Regions from separate parts of the Sus scrofa genome. Here region 1 is linked to region 2. The links are chromatin contacts, called in public promoter capture Hi-C maps. All regions are on one chromosome and are shown on one strand. Each heading gives the region's core, a stretch centred on a gene start, on an enhancer-like site or on the middle of the called end of the contact. The rest is flanking DNA. Distances are from core to core; before and after follow the strand shown. Region 1 holds the start of DLX6 (homeobox protein DLX-6). Region 2 holds the start of SLC25A13 (calcium-binding mitochondrial carrier protein Aralar2).

What was found. Promoter capture Hi-C pulls out the DNA fragments that hold promoters and counts their contacts.
Region 1: a promoter capture Hi-C map of fetal liver shows a contact between it and region 2, with 4 times the contacts expected there. The contact joins the promoter of DLX6 here to the promoter of SLC25A13 in region 2. A contact is called at or near these places in 1 of 5 promoter capture datasets (fetal liver), 1 of 47 Hi-C or Micro-C datasets (embryonic fibroblasts) and 1 of 2 datasets of contacts at active chromatin or transcription factors (skeletal muscle).

The regions. Positions count from the first base shown.
Region 1 is chr9:76,622,205-76,624,904 of Sscrofa11.1, forward strand. It overlaps DLX6 (homeobox protein DLX-6), which reads left to right and starts at 1,285. Exons shown (of 3, transcript XM_021063385.1): 1 at 1,285-2,700. The region is part of intron 2 of LOC110255475 (a long non-coding RNA gene); the gene reads right to left.
Region 2 is chr9:75,979,226-75,981,925 of Sscrofa11.1, forward strand. SLC25A13 (calcium-binding mitochondrial carrier protein Aralar2) reads right to left here and starts at 1,381. Exons shown (of 18, transcript XM_003130160.5): 1 at 1,125-1,381. The coding sequence starts at 1,139.

The DNA.
Region 1 (2,700 bases), core at 35-2,534, 640 kb after region 2:
TTCTTCAGGTATTAAGCAAACAAGAAGAAGAAGAAGGAAATCGAGGCAGCTATGGGCTAGATTGGGAACTCAGTGCTCAGTGCTGAGACCTTCCCGGGCCTGGCCACAACCCGCCCCTCTCCGGTGCAGCCAGAGTGGGGAGGAGGGAGAGCCTGCGAGGAAAGCAGGGCACCTGCGAGCATAAAGAGAGAAACACACATGCACAGGGCGAGGGTTAAGGGGGGACTTTACTGTGTTAACAGCAAGCTGCAGGGTATAAAGCAATAAAACTGCCACGTCTACCTGCTAGCTTTGAGGATATTACAAACTAGCTCGGCGCGCAGCCGGGATGCACGGAGAGCCTGCCAGGGGAGCGGGGGACCTTCTCTTTTTCTGACTTTGCCGTCTCCCCCGAGACACACACACACAGATACACACCTACACACATCACCCCCTTAAAGAGCCCACCTTTCATTTTCCTTGAAGTTTTTTGTTGTTTTAATTCACTGCTGATTTGTAAACGCGTGGATCGGGTTACTGGTTCGCGTGTTAAAGTGCACCTCTTGTTAAAAGGTAGGGGAACAAGGCATGCCACTTAAAAATGAATTCAGAGTTACTGAACCGGCTCCCGAGGCTCAAGAAGTTAAGCGCGGCAGGCTAGGAAAAGGAGGGGGAGACAAGAGTGGACGCTGCTACCCTGGGAACCCTGGAGAAAACCCGCGGGCAGTAAGTTTAAAGTCCTCTGATAAAATGGAGGAAAGAAGGAAATAAAGAAAGAAAAAGAAAAAGGCAAACTAGTCTAGCCAAGCCTTGAGACCCCGAGCTGGGAGCTGGGAAAATCAATTACCATAAGCCGCTACTGCTTCGCCTAGTATGGAAATAGCGTCCGAACTGGGGTGTCTGCAGCCACATTTTCTGAAATTATAACGGCAAGCGGCACCACTAAATCCCCCACCTCTCAGGTTCCTTGGGGGGGACAACTAATGGAGTCCAAGAAAACAGGGTGCAAAGAAGCCCCCCGTAGTTTTCCCAAAGGGAGACCCACACTAGTCCATGCAACCTCTAAACGCGTTGACCGGAACCCTTAGATTGTATGTTTCCCGACGTGGCCAAAGGTTCTCGCTTTGAATCATTTATTCGCAGACTGAAAGCTGGCGCCGAGCCCGTGGGGGTCTGCATGCCTTGTCCCCATCGACCAGCAGTGCGGAGTCCCAGAGCCACCCCCAAAGTCCCAGGACCCGGACGCGGGCGCAGCAGGCCTGCCCTCCTCGGCGCCCAGTCCCCGGTACGGCTTTTCCTACCTGGTGGCCGGGCCTGAGCTGCACGCTGGGGCTCCTCTGTCTCTGCTCGGCTGCCTCGACCTGAGTGGATCTTGAGACTACAGGGAGAGAGACTAGATCCGCAGCCCTGGGCTGCTCCGAACTTAATGTCTTTCCCCAGTCCATCTTTGAAAGAGAAGTGGTTCTACCACCTGGATGTGCGGATATAAATCCCCTTGCAAATAATAAATGGATTAATAATAACAAGGTATGAAGTTCTTTTTATAGAAAAAAAGGAGAGAATTGAAACTAAATGCGGCAGTTAGACAACCATTTTGATAAGAGGATAATTGAGGCGACACTGGTGTATAATTAGAGGATAATTTATGCTATATCCACTTTTATTCCACCTCCCAAAATAAACCCAGTCCATAATCATTACAGGCAAATTGTTCTGAATTTTATAGCAGCAATTTGAACAAAGTACTGCAGTTAATCATGGGAGATTTTTGTGTATTCCTGATTAGAACTCTAATTGCCTCCTTCCAGAAAGTAAAAATAACTGTAAAACGACTCTATTTTTATCATTAACAATGTTGACAATAAAATAAAATCAATTGGAATTGTAATCGAGAGACAAATTTAGGACGAAGGCACTTTTACTTGGGTAGTTTATATTGTAATCAAGATTTGCCAAACCACTAACCGCATGTATCATTTGCATATATTTGAAAGCATTACAGTAGCTTCTGTTTTCAATAGGAAAAAATGCATTACTGTCAGTGCTCCAACGATTCGCTTTCATAACTAGCTGCTGTGTTCTGGGAGAAAAAAAGGTCTCTCTCACCCCTTTTTGTTCAATATATAGGAAATACGGCCTGAAATGGCAGGAACCTCGCCAGAACAGGGTCTGATTTTTCTTTTTCTTTAGCCCCCCCAACACCCTTACCCATGGGGTGGGGCCCAGGTGTGGGGGTTCTTCTTCCCTCTATGGTTTCAATAAAGTACGTCTAGAAAAATCCACGGTGACAGGGCGCTCCCGCGGGACGGCAGTGGGACTGGGGGGCGGGGGGAGGAGGTCAAGGGAGGGGGCCTTGCTTTAAGTATAGAGGGCACTGCTTCTGAGCACAGGCAGCCTGCTAGGGTGCAAGGGGACTGTGAGGGAGCAGCCCTCCGCGGACTGTTCCAGGGCTGCGGTACTGGGAACCGAGGCTCGGGGTTTGGAGACGTGAGCTGTGGAGGGAGGCATCGGCGACCGGCCGGGCTGAGGCACCTCCCACCCCGGAGGCCTCTGCTCGGAGCCGCGCGGCCCCCGGCTGCAGCTCGGGGTTGGGATTGGAGTTACCAAAGGTAGGCGAAGAACTCGGAGAGAGGCGCACACACCAGTGGAAGCCGTGCGCCTGTGACGTCAGGGGGCGACTGACCAATGGGGAGGCGCTGCCCTTTGGAGACAAACCATTCG
Region 2 (2,700 bases), core at 131-2,630:
ACAGCATTTAAATATATTTGTCTGCTTATAATTTCCATTGCAAATGTGATTAGTTTGCTCGAATAAATAGGAATATGATGTGTTGGCCATGTTTTCCTCTTGAGGGTTATCACAGAGTTTTGATTAAGGACAAATGTTTGAAATGTTGGGTATATTTAAGTTCACTGCACTTAAAATGAGCTAAGAAGTTGTATAGGCCTGATTAAAGGGCTGCCTTCGTGAACTTAAAATTAAAAGCAATAAATTCCAGTGATTCAAGTGATTGGGACTAAATATGGTATTTGGCCAGAAAAGTTGAAATGGAGTCCAAAGAGACTGAAATGGTGTCCAGGTTTTAAGAAATGGTGAAAGAGGAAAGGTCAAGCTGTCGGAGCTGCCTTTCCTCTAGGTTAGTGAATGAGTCACATTACGCAGAATTCCTTTTAAGTAGAACTTCACAGGAGTTACAAGCTCCCAGGACAATCTGTTTTGTCATTTCTAAAAAGAAGCCTCTCAAACGCTCAGAGGCCAGAATGTAAGTGTTGTCAGATGCGGAGAAGGATGAGAAGCGGGTGGAGGAGGGTCTCTTTGCAGTTTTTACGCACAGGCGCGCTGGCCAACTCTCTCAAGCAGTCTCCAAAACGGAAGTCAAGGTGACTTCCCCACCAACGAGAGGGCGGAGTCTTTGAAACCTAATAGGATCCGACATCAGCTCCGGCTGTGCGCACCCTGGAAGCGGCTTGGGTCAACAACAACCGGGGTCAGGAGCAGGGGCGCGCTAGGGTGGCCCAAGGAGAGCTGCTGACCCCAAGCTCTCCCCCGCCCCGGGACCCAGTCGCGCCCGCCCCGCCTCGCCGGCCTTGGCTCAGCCCGCCGGGCGCCGGCCAGGCACCAACTCCCCTCCCGGGCCAAATGGGAGGGTCCAGCCGGCGAAGTTTGTGCTGCAAGGTTGGGCCCGGTCCCCGGTCTCTGCATGGGCCGCCTGTGCAGCCCGGCAGGAGCGTCACCTCCCTCCTCCCGCCGCTGCAAGGTGGAACAGCTGCCTCGCTCCCCTATTTGCTCTCCCAGAGGCACCAACCTGACACGTGAACGCCAGAGCCCCTCGCGCCCTGAGGAGCAGCCGGCCAACTGGGGCCGACGCTTACCTTAGCGACCGCCATGCTTCAGCCCGGATGCAAGAGACTACGGGACACTCTCACCGGCTCGCTGGCGCTGCGGGCCCGGGCTTCTCACTTCCCGTCCCAACGGCGGCGGGGCGGCGATACAGCCCGGCAGCGTGCGCGCCCGGCTTGCTTCCCCACGCCCTCCCGCCGGCGTGGGTCATGCGGGCGCTGCCAGCCCATTGGCTGGGCCGGGCCGGGGCTGCCGGGGCGCGCGTGATCCGGGCGGCCTCTGCCCCGCTGCCTGGGCGGGCCCGGGTCTGCGGGCGGCGGGCTGGACGGGCGCACGTGACTCAGGCTGGGCTGTCCAGCTGTGGCGACCTCTGCGGTGAGGGCGAGGGGAGCTGGCGGGATGCAGGCCTGCCTCTTGGGAGCAGGTGGCCTCTGCTGCTTCCAGGCACTGCACTAGGGCCCGCGAGACCCACAAACAGGGCGTAGAGCCTGTGGGAAGTTGAGAACTCCGCTAGGTCCCACTTTTAGCCAGGTGTTCCTTGCCTGTTTCCTTCCAAAGGGGCTCTACTCTGCAGGGTCACATAAGGGATCCCGAAACATTGAACAGTTGTTGGGAAATAGCAAATTATTGTCTCTGGCAAGCCTACTTTTAGGTCAATTCTGGCGAGCTCGAAGTAGCTAACAGCTCTATGCGGTGCAGAACATTCACTACATATGCGGCTACTTCATTTCAGCCCTGCATATCAGGATTGTAGAAGTCAAAGACACACACCCCCCCAAAATAGGCCCTGCTAAAATAAACGGGACAAAATTTTAATGGAAAAAAAAATGAATGTATAACCTCTAGGGATCTTCTTTATAAGAATTTCATTCATTTGTCCCTGCTATCAAAATTTACAGTTAAGACAATGGTCAGTGAAAAGGGCTTTAAATGTTTTGTGGATTATGGATATAACATATTAACAAAAATGTTTGTTCCAATCACTTTAATTAATCAATCGAGTGCCTACGTGGCAAGCACTGTGTTAGGTGCTAGGAACACCAAAAGGTCTTAATAGATGGCCCCAGCCCTTAAAGAACTTAAGGGCTAGTGGGAAAACAGGCACATACACTGTTAACCTCCAAATAACCTAAGGCAACAGCCTATCCCCAGGGAACTATGGGAATGTTGAGGACTGGGGAAGCTTCTTAGAGAAGACAGTGCCAAGCTGAATGCAGAAAAATGCCTGGGTATTAGTCCGGTGAGGTGGAGGGGAAAAGTTTTCCACCTGGAGAAAATAAGGAGGAGAAGCAGGAGGCCCAGAAATCACTGAGAAAACACAGCAAGTTATGGAAGTGGTTTGTCCTGAAAGGTAGCAAGCTGTGGAACTAGTGGAAGAGGAGTCTGGACAGGAAGCCATATTTATGGAGGTTATTTGGGCCATGCTAAATGGTGTACACCTTAACTGAACGGCTTCAAGGGAGGTGGCAAGGCCAAGGTTAAAATAGAGATGGATCGCTCTGCTTGCGGTATGGAGGATGGGTAAGACCAAACTGTTGAAATAGTGACGCACGACAGGCTAAGGGCCTGACACTAGAGATGAGATAAGGTTAGAGAACATGGGGGTAA